Regions from separate parts of the Zea mays genome. Here region 2 is linked to region 1. The links are chromatin contacts, called in public Hi-C maps. All regions are on one chromosome and are shown on one strand. Each heading gives the region's core, a stretch centred on a gene start, on an enhancer-like site or on the middle of the called end of the contact. The rest is flanking DNA. Distances are from core to core; before and after follow the strand shown. Region 1 holds the start of LOC100284930. Region 2 holds the start of LOC103629467.

Region 1 (7,662 bases), core at 2,305-4,804:
CTTAACACAACCGCCAGTGGAAACATCCTATTTCCACTGGCGGTTGTTTTAAGATAACCGCCAGTAGAAATAGGTTTCCACTAGCGGTTCCCAAGACGGGCCCACCTCGTTTTTTTACTGGCGCGCGATAACTGAAACCGCCAGTCATAATTTATGGATGCCGCAGGCTATGTGCTCTTTTCTACTAGTGCCAGCTGCATTCATTCTCCTCTAGAAGTAAGGATTGCGTGTAGCGAGCTTGTGACAAATTTCTAAGAACATAGGCTTGCACATCCTAAACCTGAAAATGACACTCGTGTTTGTTCGATTGAAATATGATTGAGAACTCAATGTATTCATTTCGAAGCTCACCGACGCTTGAAGGTGTCTTCGCTGTAAATTGGGGTATGAACGAAGTAGTCACTCATCAACCTTATGTACCCAGCACATCAATCCCGTCGAACAGTCCGTCGTCCGATGACTGAACCTCGGTGTGGCTCGCCTTCATTTGCTTGCCCTCCTTCGAGTTGAATTGTTGTTGTAGCATTCACAACTTGTTGTTGAGCAAAAACTTGTTGAGCTAGTCGACGACGGCCACGATTTCTTCGCCAATCCATTCTGAAAAATGGAAAGTAGCACCAGCACACTTGGTATATATACAATCGATTGCACAATATTGAAGGTTGCTTGTCTCAAGCCAGACGCTTCCTAGGGTTCCTTATCGTACAAGCCTCAAGAACATGTGTACTGTACTGGCGAAATCAGAAAATTTGTGCAACACATCAAGCTACATGCAGTGCTAATGGAGGATCGTGTGTCACCTAGCTGCGAGTTGGCGACGAGCGACTCAAAAAAGACAGTGAGGGGTGGTGCCCAAGCGCGTCGCCGGCGTCGTTGGCGGGAACCAACAACTGCGCCGTGGCGGGAGGCAGCAATGTGAGGCCGGGTCAGAGAGCTGCTGGAGCACTTGAGTTAAATGTGCACGCGCAGCAGCTCGCGGACTCCCTAAATGCGCATCGCATCCTTACATCGCCTTGTAAAGGGAACAGTCAGAGCTCTTCATATCCACATCTTTTTGTGGTGATGTGCATCCAGTCAAGGACATTTTACTGTTAGTCACTTGTCTTTCACTCCTGCTGTTTCTAGTACAGGATGAACACCTTCCTTTCTACATCTTATCTGCTCCAAAACAAGATCTGATGGACAACTCTACTCCACTAGCTCTACGCACTATGGTACATGCATGTGCTGCTCGCATGCTTAGCCAATATATGGAGAGAAGCGAAGGCATGGAACCCAAGGCATGGAGGGAAGATGCGAGCTTGCTGCTGTTGTGTGCCAGCGCCTGCCATCGTACAATCGGGATGGTCTGTTGCTCAGCAACTACATGTCAGCGTTCGACAGCAATGGCCACACCTGCGTTAGAAGTGTGGCTTTCTCTACTGTTCTTTCTGTCCCTTTTTTCTTTTATGTTTTTATTTCACACGTGATCAGTTAATCTATGCAGTTTGGCGACTTCATGTCAGCAACACTCACGTGTTCATTTCTATCGGCTTCGAGTCGGCGATATAATCAGCTAAGAAGTGATCATACTTGTATTAAGAAAAACGAAAAAACGGGGATTCAAAATATCATGTATAATAAAGAACATATAGTTCAAAGATTCTTCTCAGTACCTTTGTTTGATCTTCTTGAATAGAGCCTCATGCTGATAACGTGTTAAGGAAGACTCCTTACTACTAGGTGTAGTCCAAGGCCCCTTAACTGAATAAAATAAGAACAAGACAAAAGTACTAGAGCAGCTAATTCTTTATTACTGTATGGTGCTACTATTCAAAGAAGTACATCAGTACATGATATAAGAACCTCTCCTCTATTTATAGATAGAAAATAGGACTTCAAGCATATGGACTATGTGGGCCTTTATGATCAAGATGTGTTTCTTAACAGACATGACCCGACTGGTCCTCCTGCAGCCTGGAAGGTCACCCTCCTCACTCACGTCACGCCCCACTTCCACCTGGGCCCAAGCCCCAAGGAGTGGTAGTAGAAGAGAAGACACAGGCACCTACCGTGGCAGCAATGATTGGCAGGAGGACCCACATCCCCACCACTGCGCATCTGCCTGCCAAATCATTCGGACTCCACATGACATCGGCTGGTCCATCCACGCACGGTTGTTGGTCGTTACTAGCACCAGCAGATCAGCTAGCTACCATATCGGATGGATGCAATGGAAGGAACCATCAACCACGCCACATGCACATATGCTCATGCTCGTTACCTCATCTACAAACCGTTATTAATTTCCACAGCATGAGTACAATCATACACCCACATGAAATCGATTCTAAAGAACATTTGCATGCGGCATTCCGCTCTAAAGATACGGAGGAAAAAAAACTAAAGATGATTCAGCTACAACACTTGCTCTGCAGTTGCAATTAGTTGCAACTTGGGGCCACGCACTTCCGTGGCATCGCTCGATCGCCGGAGCTCCGGTGAGCAGAGCAAGTCCAGATCAGCGGAGAGAGCTAGTGACGACGACTGCGCCTATCTGGCCGCCCTGAGGGCCTTTGCGAGAGCCGATGAGGTCCCGTACACTGCGGCGGCGGCCGCCCCGCCGTCTCTGAACCCGCACAAGAACTGCCGGTGGGCGGGCAACGTCGTCGCCGCCGCCGCCGCCACGCTCCTGCCAGTGCCAGCTGCAGCGGCATGCGCGTGCGTGTTAGGCGGCGAGGATGAGCAGGATGAAGAGGAGACGCGCCTGCAGGAGAGGCACATTGTGAGGGCGGTGAGAGGGGCCGCTGGCGCGGGCGCGGCGCTCAGCGCCCTGAGCTCGGCGACCTCCTTGCCCAGGCGCCGGTTCTCCTCGGCGAGCTGCTCGCACCAGCGCCTGAGGTACTCGCAGTCGACCTCCGTCTGCTTCAGCTTGGTCCGGGCGCGCCGGTTCTGGAACCACACCTCCACCTGCCGCGCCCGGAGGCCCAGGCGGCTGGCCAGCGCTGCCTTCTGCTTCTGCAGCGCCGAGACGGACAGAACCTTGGTGAGCCACCCACCCACCCACCGGCCACCGCCAAGATCAAATCAGCCGACCGACAGGCGGCGAGGAACGGCGACGTCGGATCGAAGGATGAAGCCTTAGTTACGCCCTTACCGGAGTGAGGGTGTGGTGCGTTTTGAAGCACTCCTCGAGCACGGCGGCCTGGTCCTTGGACAGCCGCAGCTTCTTGCGAGCGCCCCCGTCGTCGTCCTCGTCGCCGCTGCCGCTGCCGGCCGACCTCTCCGCCGCGACGCGCTTCCCGCTGCCGCTCGACGTCGGGCTGCCGGCGGGCGAGCACCTCCGCTCCCTCTCGTCCGCGGTCGGGCTGGCCTCCCGCTCCGCCGCGTCATTGCCGGCCGGGTGGCAGAAGCTGGGCTGGAATGCCGCCACGCCCAGGCCGAGACTCAGCCCGAGATCCAGGCTTTGAGGCGCCATGTTTAATCTATATATCAATCGCCACCACCAAGGTAGATAGCTAGCTAGCTGGGGGAAGACGTAAGTACGTTCACTGCTGCTCGCCAGAGTTGTTGAAGACGGAATGTGAGAGAAGCGGGGTATAAATAGAGGGATCGCGCATTCGCGCGAGATCAAGTGTTTGTTGAAGTGGAGGAGAGAGAGACGACGTCTGTAGCTGATGCAAGTGGTCGACAATGATGAGCTGGGCGCTCGTGGGGTGGATCTCCAGTCTATGGGGGAGATTTCTTTGATTAGCGGGCTCGCCCTGTTTGTTTGAGCTTATTTTAGCTTATGCTCACTAAAAGCTACTACGGTATGATAAACGTCTTAGCTTTTCAGATCGCTTTTATAAGATATTTTGTTAAAGACTATCTAAAATTAATATGAACACATAATCAGTCGAATCATCACGATAGTAGGAATCCGCTTTTTCTAGATCTCGAAACCTTTAGATCAGTTCATCTTCCTCCACACGTAATCCCCACAATACTCAGATTCTTCTCACAACCAGATTTTCAAAAAAGCTGGTAAAAAAACTGAACCAAACGTCTTTGACTCAGTGGGAGCATCGCCGGAGTATTTATGTATTCAACCGGGTTGGTTAATTTGCTTGGTAATCCAGGTCCCCAGATGAGATTACGCTAGATAGACTCCATCCATGTGTTTAGTGGTGTAATTAGATTGGATACGAACAAATATTACTTGTTCTATATTTGTTTTTCTATTTTCTTTTCGGATTTGGATACGAATATTTGTAAGTTATGTCGGATAAGATTTGAATAGCATATCGACATCTTAAATATTCAGCTTTGAGAATACGGATGTGGATAAAAATCGGATACGAATAGGATATTGAGTAACCGGACTTGAATAGGGATCGAATCACAACACTCTTAGGGCCTGTTCGAATTCCGAGACGGATAGGATATTGAGATTTAATCCTCTCTAATCCTCTTAATACATTCCTAATCCAACAAGCTATTAGACGGATCGAATTTCAATAGGAACTACCATTTACATAGTACAGGTGCTCCATACACGTCTACGTACGTGTGGCATCTAGTGGCGGCCGGGAGAGAGTATTTTTCTGCAGGGGGCGCACTAGCTAGTACGATCGATTTATTGCGGTTGCAACAGGGGTATATCAAATACTCCCTCCGTCCCACAAAAGAAGTCGTCTTGGGCATTGGCATTTGTCCCTTGAAGATTGTCGTTCTGGTGTCTAGACAACGAGATCAGAGCAGACATGGGAGCAGGGAGCGATTGGCGCAGCCCACGCCTCTAGGGGTATTGTTGTAATCTCTCACTTGACTTGTTTTTCACCTGCTAGGCTAGAACGACTTTCTTTATGGGACGGAGGGAGTATGCAATAATGCGGTGGAGTGCCGGTTTGTGGCAGAAGGTACAAGATATACGCCTACTACTACCGCGATCTGCTCGAGAATGCGTTGTCTTAGCTAGTGATTGTGGCCGTTCAAGTGGTTGGCTATCTATCTTACGTTAGTTGTTTGCGTCTCCCATTTTTTGCATTTTTGCTGTGCCTAAGAAACGCCGGGTTGTTCTGTTCTGATTAAATAAAGTCAGTTGTTTAAACTGTTGCAGCTGCAATCTATAGAGACAAAAACACTGTAGAAACAATAGAAGCCGATACGTATTAAACTCAGCAAAGGTGTATGTGGTTTCGGTATTGGTTTTGATAATCTAACTAACAAAACAAACAATGTTTAGTATACAAAGTGTTGGAGGTCTTCATCTTCCGAATGTCCTAAAAAACATGATTGACAATGTTTCCTAAGCATAGTATATGTACAGGAACATTCGGACTCGAGATGAAGCTGTACGAAATATGGAAGGCACTACCGGAATTTGGCTCTTTGCCGAGTGTCATATTCTTTGCCGAGTGTTTTATTTCGGGCACTCGGCAAAGAGCTCTTTGCCGAGTGCCACGCAAAAAACCCTCGGTAAAAGAAAACACTCGGCGAAGAAACTCTTTGCCGAGTGTTTTATTTTTGACACTCGGCAAAGAGTTTCTTTGCCTAGTGTCGTTTTTTGACACTCGGCAAAGGGCTCTTTGCCGAGTGTCACAAATACAACACTCGGCAAAGAGCTCTTTGCCGAGTGTTTTTTCTCCAACACTAGGCAAAGACAATTTAAAAATCACATTTTAAAGTAGTAAATTAATTCAAATGAAAAAGTTTTCAACTACAAATTTGTATAACTCATCATGATGTACAATTTATATATTGAACATTTCTTCATATGACAAAATAAAAATAAATTTGTTCATAAAACCTATATCTCTCTCGTAGTTTATGAAACTACGAGAGAGACGTATAGAATTTGTGCATATTGTTAGAACCATCATCTGAGATAAACAAATTACCAAACAACCAAAATAAACTTTGTAGATCTTGAGAAGTTATAGAAGTTTATAGTTGACAACTTTTTCATTTGAAGTCATATTGTTAACGAAAACTACGTCTGAATTTAAAAAATTTAAAATTTGAATTTTGAAAACGACTTCGAAAGGAAAAACCACCAACATGAAAGTTGTAGGTATTGAAGAGTTATGAAACTTTGTAGTTGACAATGTTTTAGTTTGAAATCATTTTGTTATGCAAAACTATGTTTGAATTTTGAAATTTGAATTTTTCAAACTGTCTCGGATGGAAAAATCACCAAAATAAAAGTTGTAGGTCTTGAAATATAATGAAACTTTGTAGTTGACAATTTTTTTGATTTGAAATCATCTTATCATTGAAAATTTCGTGTGAAGTTTTTAAATTTAAAATTCAAATTTTATAAACGGTCTCGGATGTAGAAACTATTAAAATAAAACTTTTAGATCTCAAAAAGTTATGCAACTTTATAGTTGGTCACATTTTCAAATGAACTCATTTAGTGCCTTAAATAATCAAATTACTCTCGATTTGTTATAGTACATGAGGAATGGAAACGTAATATAAACATAATTGGTGTAGTAGTGTAGTGGTATAGGAGGGTATGCGCGAGAGAGAGGTTGCGAGTTCGAATCTCACCATTTACAAAACATATAAATTTGATTCAAAATAATAGTGAAAAATGATAGGGCAACGAGTAAGGTAATAGGGGGTGGAGAGTTGTTCCTAGAATTTAAAAAAATGTTTTGTTGTTTTTTTTTAATTTTTTCGATTCTTAATTTGCCGAGTGTTTTTCTTTGCCGAGTGCTTTTTGACACTCGGCAAAGTCTTTGCCGAGTGTCCGAAAAAAAGCACTCGGCAAAGAACCCTTTGCCGATGAAATCTTTGCCGAGTGTTCTTTGCCGAGTGTTACACTCGGCAAATCCTTTGCCGAGTGTAAAATGGCCTTTGCCGAGTGTCTTAGACACTCGGCAAAGAACGCGATTCCGGTAGTGAGGCAGGGTCGGAACGAAGGTTGAACCAGCGCCGAAGCTGCGCGCAAGGGAGCTTCGGCTCAGTAGCAGAAAAAGGAACCGACTTAAGGAGGAAAAGGCTATCTAGTCCTCGACAAATTGTTCTTAAGTCAATAGTGAACATGAATGCCATGAGTGTAATTTCACACAGGCTACGCCCTATGTCTATAAATAGATAAACTGTACCCTCGTACTGTTCACGCCGACTTGTACTCGCTCGTGCGTCACGCTTGTACTTTGCCTTCTGTCAAGCCGAAGGTATAAATGTAATTCAGTATTTTTCTTATTCATCCATGATTATATAATAAGGACATATAAATGATATTATATGATTATTCATGTTATTTCTCATGTTTCATATGCTTTTTCTTTCATCGATGTAAACTGTGATGATGAAGGTATGTCCTTCATGACCTTCGTCCGAAGATCGTTATATCCTAAGGAAAATAATGCTTCGAAGGACGAAGGGCATTAACCATTAACTTCTTTCTGTGTTGCATTGTTCTTAATTCATAGCATTTGAGAACAAGTCCCCAACATTGGCGCTCACCTCCGGTGTACTCACTTTCACAATCTTCGACAAAGCATCAACCTTCATCATGCCGCCGAAGAAGATAACAGCGCCAGGGGCTGCACTACAGCCACTGGACACAAACCAAGACACTCTCTCTCTCCGAGAGGCCAGAAGCCAAAAGAGGAAAGCCACCAGTTCAACACTTCAGGAGGAGGAGTTGGACCAGCAGATCAGGGACCTCGAAATCATTAACCAGCA
Region 2 (7,662 bases), core at 1,413-3,912, 290 kb before region 1:
TGAAGACCCAACCACGGTGGTTTATGCAACTTCGGTGAAGAACCAGCTGTTGGTCTTGAGAGCGAATGAAGATGATGAGATACTCTTTTGGGAAGTCTTTCAATACCTGAATCCTACGGTCTCTGATTCCCAGCCTCTCTACCAGAGCTTCCTATATGCTTTGGTTCAAAGTCATGGTTGTTCCCATCCAGCGAACAGGCCACAGTCTTGCCCACCAACTCGTCTCTTGTAGCCTCAATCGCTCTCGATGCCGAGATCGCGCAATCCATCCTCATAGGTTGAGCAAGGGGATCCCCTAGGAAGGTAGCCATTGGCAGAGGAGAATTCTTCACTACTTGAAGGTAAGAATGAGCCTAGAAATGGCAGAGGGAGTAGTGGTAATGGTCAACGCGGGGAAAGATGAGGTCCTCCCTACTCCCCCTTTATGGATAGGACAGGAAGCCACCTGGTGCCCTTCCATAAGACATCTCCAACACTTGGTTGTGTTGTTGCAATTCAAAGCTCTTTGGTTGGTAGCGAAACAGTTGCAGCATTTACCCTCGACGTGCTTCAGGAACTTCTTTCTCCTTTCCTCGCGTAATGCGTTGGAGCTCGGGCAAGGCCTGTGCTTGTTCCTCCTCCAACAATATCGAGGTCTGACCACTTCCCAGCCATCTGTGCGACCATCAATGAGCTCACCAGACCTCTCGGACTGCACTAGATCTACAACATGAGCAACGGTATATAGGGAGCTGGCTTGAACCTACCTACAGGGACTGGTCCGTCTATATGAACTGCGGAGGTGAAAGATGGATTGAATGAATTGTGCTGTCTAGGGAGGGTCTTGAAAGATCTACCACCTTCTTCCCATTTTCTATGTTCACTCGGCAGGAGCTGGCACGGGAGGGCGACATAGCCAAGGGGAGTAGCTGTGTAGGGGCAAGGCATGGGCCGAGAGCAAATCCAGGAGCAGCGGGTCTAAATCATCCTCCTTCGCCACCACGCCCAGATGTCCCATCCCATTAACAGCGAGGCTAGAGCACTAGGGACCTTGGAAATCCCGACCTCCAACGAAGGACGGGAGGAGCAAATCCGACGCAATAACTCTACGCGACAGATTCGGTAGTGGCTCACCTCTAGTAGTGGCAGCTGGCTTGGGGGCTGCGGAGACGGGGGACTGGGCGGGGGCAGAAATGGCAGCGGCGAGCTGAGGGGCGAGGAGAGGTGGAAGGGTAGTCATGTGACACCTATTAGCCTACCATTCTTGTAGAAATTTACGACATGGCTTGCCAACCAAACCATATAATCCGTTTACTTGTGCCACACCGGGATGCAACGTGCACGTTTTTTGCAAACACGACTCTTCTCCATTTTACATTTATAATCATCTATATTGCTGATGAATAGTATAAGGCTATCTCTAGGAATTTAATCATCTCCATACACGTATTCAAACTCCACTCTGCAAAGTGTGCATACAATGCAAAATAGTGCAACACAATATTTTGGGTTACCATATAGGTGAACTGGTGGACATGGTCTAATATGGTTTGGCACATCTTTGGTTCGGTTTAAAGCCTAGAGTTAGCTCAAAATGTTATGATATACTCCCTCAGTCTCAAATTAAAATTCACTTTAGATAATTAATGGATGCATACAATAGTTGATGTATGTGTCTTATATATATATCTAGATTCATTATGATCCATTTGAATATAGACAAAAAAACAAAGAGCTAAAACGACTAGGAGTATAATATGTCATTTCAGTTTTATTCTAAGTCATCTAACCACTGTTTTTAGAAAATTATATAACTATAATAAGATTTATGTTTTAGTGAGTATAGGTATGGGATGCTAGTGACTGACGAGGGATTTACGCATTGTCATCTCTAACTATTAGCATGGGGAGGTGAATAGAATAGGTGATGAGAATTAGTTTTATTATTAGTTGACAAAAAACGGTGATAGTAAGTGCTAACCTCTAAACACAACTATCCAACCACCTATTAGCAATAACAATCCTATACCAACAATTAGCTAGCTAAATAGTCGGTAGATTTTGTGCTGTTGACTATCTAGCTATTAAGATCAGTGGATCCAAATATAGGATTTTTATTGGTGTTTTTGCTGTTTCTTTGCTAGTAACTGTTAATGCTAGCGCGTACTATCATCACAGCTGGTGTTTGGTGGTTTTGACCGCGTCCTCTGCGTTGAAGCAATAATAAAGTCCCTAATCCGGCAACGCAAATCATGGAAAACAAACCAAAAGATTTTTTTTAAAAAAGATATAGGATCCGGAGTAGGACGGCCGCAACCCAACACGGTCGCCGAACTGCATGCGCGCCGGTGCGAGCAGCAGTTACCGTCGACGTCGAGAGAAGGACGCGTGCGTGGGCAGGCACACGGCGAAGGAAGGACGACGACGACGATGACGACGACAGCCTGGACCCCAGCTGCTCTGCTCACCTCACCTCAGCTCCGGCCGCTTTCAATGTGCTCTTGGAGGGAGCCACAAGTCATCTGCCCTTCTGTCACGCTGCTTTGCTTCTTCTCCCTCCCGCTGAGCGCTGGCCCCGCTTCTCAGAATCGTGCGCGTTGAATTGAGCCATGCCTGTCGCCGGGTCAACCGCACTACCATTTCAACTCCTCTCTGCCCTGTTGGCCTGTTCAACCACGACAACAACAACCAAGCTAGTGCCTAGTGCGAGTGCGTGCTGCCGCACACCTTCTCCGCTTGCATTGCCTATTATACTCCATCCATCTACCGTATTGCCGTATATATTTCTCACCTCGAGCGAGGAGCATCCGACTCCGAGTGGAGGGGTGAGAGGGAGGCCATGAAGTCCAACCGGAACCTGTCGAGGGCGGAGGGGAAGAGGCTGGGGAATGTGGCACTCATAGCCTTCATGCTCGGATCCCTCCTGCTGCTCTCCCTCGCCAGGGCCAAGTTCTCCCCGATCGGTACGCTGGTTGTTGCCATGGCGTTTTGGTTTGCCAACCAGCTTCTTCTTCACTGGTTCGCTTTTATCTGAAGTTGGGTATGCGCAGGTAAAACAGGGGACACCATCAAGGCAGAGGAGCAGCAGGCAATGGCGAAGGCGAGCGGCGAGATGGCCACCGCCCATGACGCTGCAGCTGGTAATACCGACTAGTTCCTCTCGCAATCCTAGATCTAGATTGCTGCGAATCCTTTCCCGTTCGTGCAGCGAATTCCGCTGTATAGCAAGCAGATGCAGATCCGGTGGATTCATTCCAGCTGACTTTTGCCGTCTGTCTGTGACAGAGGAGGAGGAAGAGGAGACTCGGTCCAAGCCGACCGACTCCGATATTTCAGGCGCAGCCATTGCGGTAGGCGACGACCACGCCGAGAGGGCGCGCAGGCCGGTGTGCTACGAGTCGAGCCGGCGGTCGGACACCTGCGAGGCGGCCGGCGACGTGCGCGTGGTGGGGCGCGCGCAGACGGTGCTCGTGGGCGCGCTGGACCGGGAGTGGAAGGTGAAGCCCTACTGCCGGAAGCACGACGCGTTCGCGCTGTCCCACGTCAAGGAGTGGACGCTCCGTCCGCTTGTCGGCGGCAGCGACGGTGACGAGGCGCCGCGGTGCACGGTGAACAGCTCGGCCACGGCGTTCGTGCTGTCCACGGGGGGGTTCACGGGGAACCTGTTCCACGACTACACGGACGTGCTGATCCCAGCGTTCATCACGGCGCGGCGGTACGGCGGCGACGTGCAGCTGCTGGTGAGCAGCCACAAGCCGTGGTGGGCCGCCAAGTACATGCCGGTACTGCAGCAGTTGAGCCGGCACGAGCTGGTGGACGCGGACGCCGACGGCGAGGTCCGGTGCTACCCGCGCGTGGTGGTGGGGCCGACGTTCCACCGGGAGCTGGGCGTGGGCGCGGAGACGAAGGCGCCCGGTGGCGAGGAGGAGGGGGTGTCGATGCCGGAGTTCCGCGCGATGCTGCGGCGCGCGCTGGGGCTGGAGCGCGCGGCGGCGGCGCCGAGCGGGGACCGGTGGGACGTCCGGCGGCGGCCGCGGCTGCTGATCATCTCGCGGCGGCAGTCGCGGCGGCTGCTGAACGAGCGCGCCATGGCGGACATGGCGACGAGCCTGGGGTTCGACGTGCGCGTGGGCGACCCGGAGGCGAGCACGGACGTGGCGCGGTTCGCGCGGCTGGTGAACTCGGCGGACGTGATGGTGGGCGTGCACGGCGACGGGCTCACCAACATGGTGTTCCTCCCCGCGGGGGCCGTGCTGGTGCAGGTGGTGCCGTACGGCGGGCTGGAGTGGCTGGCGCGCGGCATGTTCCGGGACCCCGCGGCCGGGATGCAGGTGCACTACCTCGAGTACGTGGTGCGGGCGGGCGAGACGACGCTGAGCGAGGAGTACGGCGAGGACGACCCGGTCATCAGGGACCCCGCCGCCGTCCACAGGAAAGGGTGGGACGCGCTCAAGGCCGTGTACCTGGACAAGCAGGACGTCCGGCCGCACCTGGGCAGGCTCAGGAACACCTTGCTCCAGGCGCTCAAGCTGCTGCCCCATGGACGGCAGAGCACCGACTGATCATCCTTGGCTTGCTGGCGTCAGTGGTCACGGTCGTGCAGATGGTGTGGTCCAAAGCTAAGATTAATTGGCAAGGACCTTGAATTCGAATGGGCCGTGGGTTTGTTCTGTAGGTAGATGCTACATAGCTACAGTAGATAGGTTTTAATGATGTCATTACATGACAGATCATCATGTGGTCATTAATCTTCTTTTTTTTTAAAAAAAGAATTTGTTGTACTCTTTTGCCCTTGCCATGTAAACACAATCACGTTGTGCTAGGTTTTTTTTTGACAATTTAGCTGTTACGAAAATCTAGATATCGCATGGCTTGAATACGGAGGAAGATAAAGGACTCTTCTTAGTTTAGGATACAAATTGGCGGTTTACTCGTGTCGTGACGACTCGATGAATGCTGCATTTTTGTTAATTTCTTAAACGATTTTTACGGAAACAATTCTCATAAGCGAAACATTTGTCGGACAGAAACCGATCCTAATGATCCGATGCCGAAACAAACAGAGCCAAATTGTTACCAGCTGCTGGATAATTAAATATTTACTTCATCGTCTGACAAGGTCCGTGTTGTCTCGTCTCCCTATATAGTGTGTTCAGGCAGGCAGCGCATGCATATTTATTATTATTATTAGCGTTAGTGAATAAAGAGACCCGATCCGAGAACCGAGATCCGGTGGCCTGGTCAGGCATAGAGTTTTGACGAGATGAGCACAATGACGACGACGGACTCTACAGCTTATAGAGCAAGACGAGTACGGTAGTTGGCTTGACGTGTTCAGCTCATGAAGCAAAACCATACTCGTGGAGAAGTAACTACTCATCTGCCGACGACTTGTTCACAGCGGCGGATGTGATGCATATGGCCAGCGTGTGGCAGGGGCGAAGACGAGGACGCGGCTTTGACCAGTAAGTAGACACTAGACAGGCAGGCGCTAGCTGCTGTAGCTGTAACCCTCACGCTGGTCGGTGCTCCGACGGTCTACCCCTTCCCTTCCCCATGGGCCCTGGCGTGCCCCGTGCAGGAGCAGACCTGCAGACCGCCGGCGGTTTTTAAGGTCGGCGGATCGGACTCGAAGACGAACGCTCGCAGGGAAATAACGGACAGCCAGGCTAGGGAGCCCTCGACCTCGAGAGAATCTGACCACAGTTGTTTGTTTCTTTTTGACGATGCTGATGTTAAGGGCCAGACCTACCTACTCAAGCGCTCCTCCGCCTTGACTAAAAGCGCTTTCTAAATTACTAGCTAGAGAGTTATTTATATAAAAACCTTTTTCTATCTCTTTTCATCGACAACAATTTTTATATATCATATTTGTGGGCTATCATAATTAGGGACACTCGGATTATACCCGTGAGCTTTCCAAAGAAATCAAACCAAAAAATGCGCTCCCCGAGGCCACCAAGGGTTGAATCACGATTCGCTCGAGCTCCCGCTCAACGGACGCTCAAAACTACGTTGCGCCCGAAACCATCCTCGGGCGAAGGCTGCGCCCGTGGAAAATCCTCGACTCACCCGAGGACCACCTTTATGGAAAGCAATTTCCGTCTCGTCCGAGCTCATCTCGGACGAAGGACAACCTTGAGCTCGATCTCGGCAAAAAGATTCTTAGGAATCATGAAGACGTGCACATTAAATGCGACGATTCAGATATCTGCTCCATGTGACACTGCAGTCAACAAAGGACGATGGGACCGTGGTCCCATCTAATTTCACCAATTACGATGACACACGCCTGCGAATACTGGACACTTGTAACACCCTGAACTTGGGAGTGTAAAATTTCCTCTCTAACATCCATCAAATTCGAGTGTTACCTTCCCTTTCTCATTCCTTTTCACTTTCTCCTGTCTATTTCAAAGCTCTAGAGAGGGTTAACTTGATGTCGTGTATTAATAAAACCCTAAAAACAGGTTTTTGATTGTTGCATCATGCCAGGGCATGCACTTATTTTTGTTTGTTGAGTGATTTTGTGGAGCATGTATTTAACAAGGAATTAGAACTAAAATAGTGTCGGGGACCATAATTAGGGGTACCCTCAAGACTCCTAATTCTCAGCTGGTAACCCCCATCAGCATAAAGCTGCTAAGGCCTGATGGGTGCGATTAAGTCAGGGATCAGTCCATTCGAGCGACTCGATCACGCCTCGCCCGAGCCTAGCCTCGGACAAGGGCAGCCGAACCCGGAGGATTTCCGTCTCGCCCGACCCCCCCCTCCGACGGCGAACATATCTCCGGCTCGCCCGAGGCCCTGCCTTCGTTAAGAAGCAACCCTGACTAAATCGCCGCACCGACCGACCAAGTCGCAGGACCATTTAATGCAAAGGTAGCCTGACACCTTTGTCCTGACGCGCGCCCTCCGGCAGAGCCGAAGTGACCGCCGTCACTTCGCCGCTCCACTGACCGCCGTCACTTCGCCGCTCCACTGACCGGCCTGACAGAAGGACAGCGCCGCCTGCGCCACTCCGACTGCAGTGCCACTTGACAGAGTGAGACTGACAGGCAGTCAGGCCCTGCCAAAGGCACCATAGGAAGCTCCGTCCGACCCAGGGCTCGGACTGGGGCTAAGTCCCGGAAGACGGCGAACTCCGCTCCGCCCGACCCAGGGCTCGGACTCGGGCTAAGTCCCGGAAGACGGCGAACTCCGCTCCGCCCGACCCAGGGCTCGGACTCGAGCTAAGTCCCGGAAGACGGCGAACTCCGCTCCGCCCGACCCAGGGCTCGGACTCGGGCTAAGTCCCGGAAGACGACGAACTCCGCTTCGCCCGACCCCAGGGCTCGGACTCGGGCTCAGCCCCAGAAGACGACGAACTCCGCTTCGCCCGACCCCAGGGCTCAGACTCCGCCCTGGCCTCTACCGAACGACCTCCGCCTCGCCCGACCCAGGGGCTCGGACTCGGCCTCGGCCATGGAAGACAGACTCGACCTCGGCTTCGGAGGAGCCTCCACGTCGCCCAACCTAGGGCGCAGGCCAGCCACGTCAACAGGAAGCGCCATCATCACCCTACCCCGAGCTGACTCGGGCCGCAGAGAACAAGACCGGTGTCCCATCTGGCTAGCTCCGCCAGATAGGCAATGATGGCGCCCCGCATGCTCTGTGACGACGGCGGCTCTCAGCTCTCTTACG

The links. Hi-C and Micro-C count contacts between places; a contact is called where the count stands out from the background.
Region 2: a Hi-C map of tassel shows a contact between it and region 1, with 4 times the contacts expected there. The contact joins the promoter of LOC103629467 here to the promoter of LOC100284930 in region 1. A contact is called at or near these places in 2 of 25 Hi-C or Micro-C datasets (ear and tassel) and 1 of 3 datasets of contacts at active chromatin or transcription factors (leaf).

Annotation. Positions count from the first base shown.
Region 1 is chr6:79,430,986-79,438,647 of Zm-B73-REFERENCE-NAM-5.0, reverse strand. LOC100284930 reads right to left here and starts at 3,554. Exons shown (of 2, transcript NM_001370685.1): 1 at 3,137-3,554; 2 at 2,260-2,997. The coding sequence starts at 3,457. The coding sequence ends at 2,533.
Region 2 is chr6:79,723,839-79,731,500 of Zm-B73-REFERENCE-NAM-5.0, reverse strand. It overlaps LOC103629467, which reads left to right and starts at 2,662. Exons shown (of 3, transcript NM_001323509.1): 1 at 2,662-2,942; 2 at 3,030-3,119; 3 at 3,265-4,746. The coding sequence starts at 2,819. The coding sequence ends at 4,541.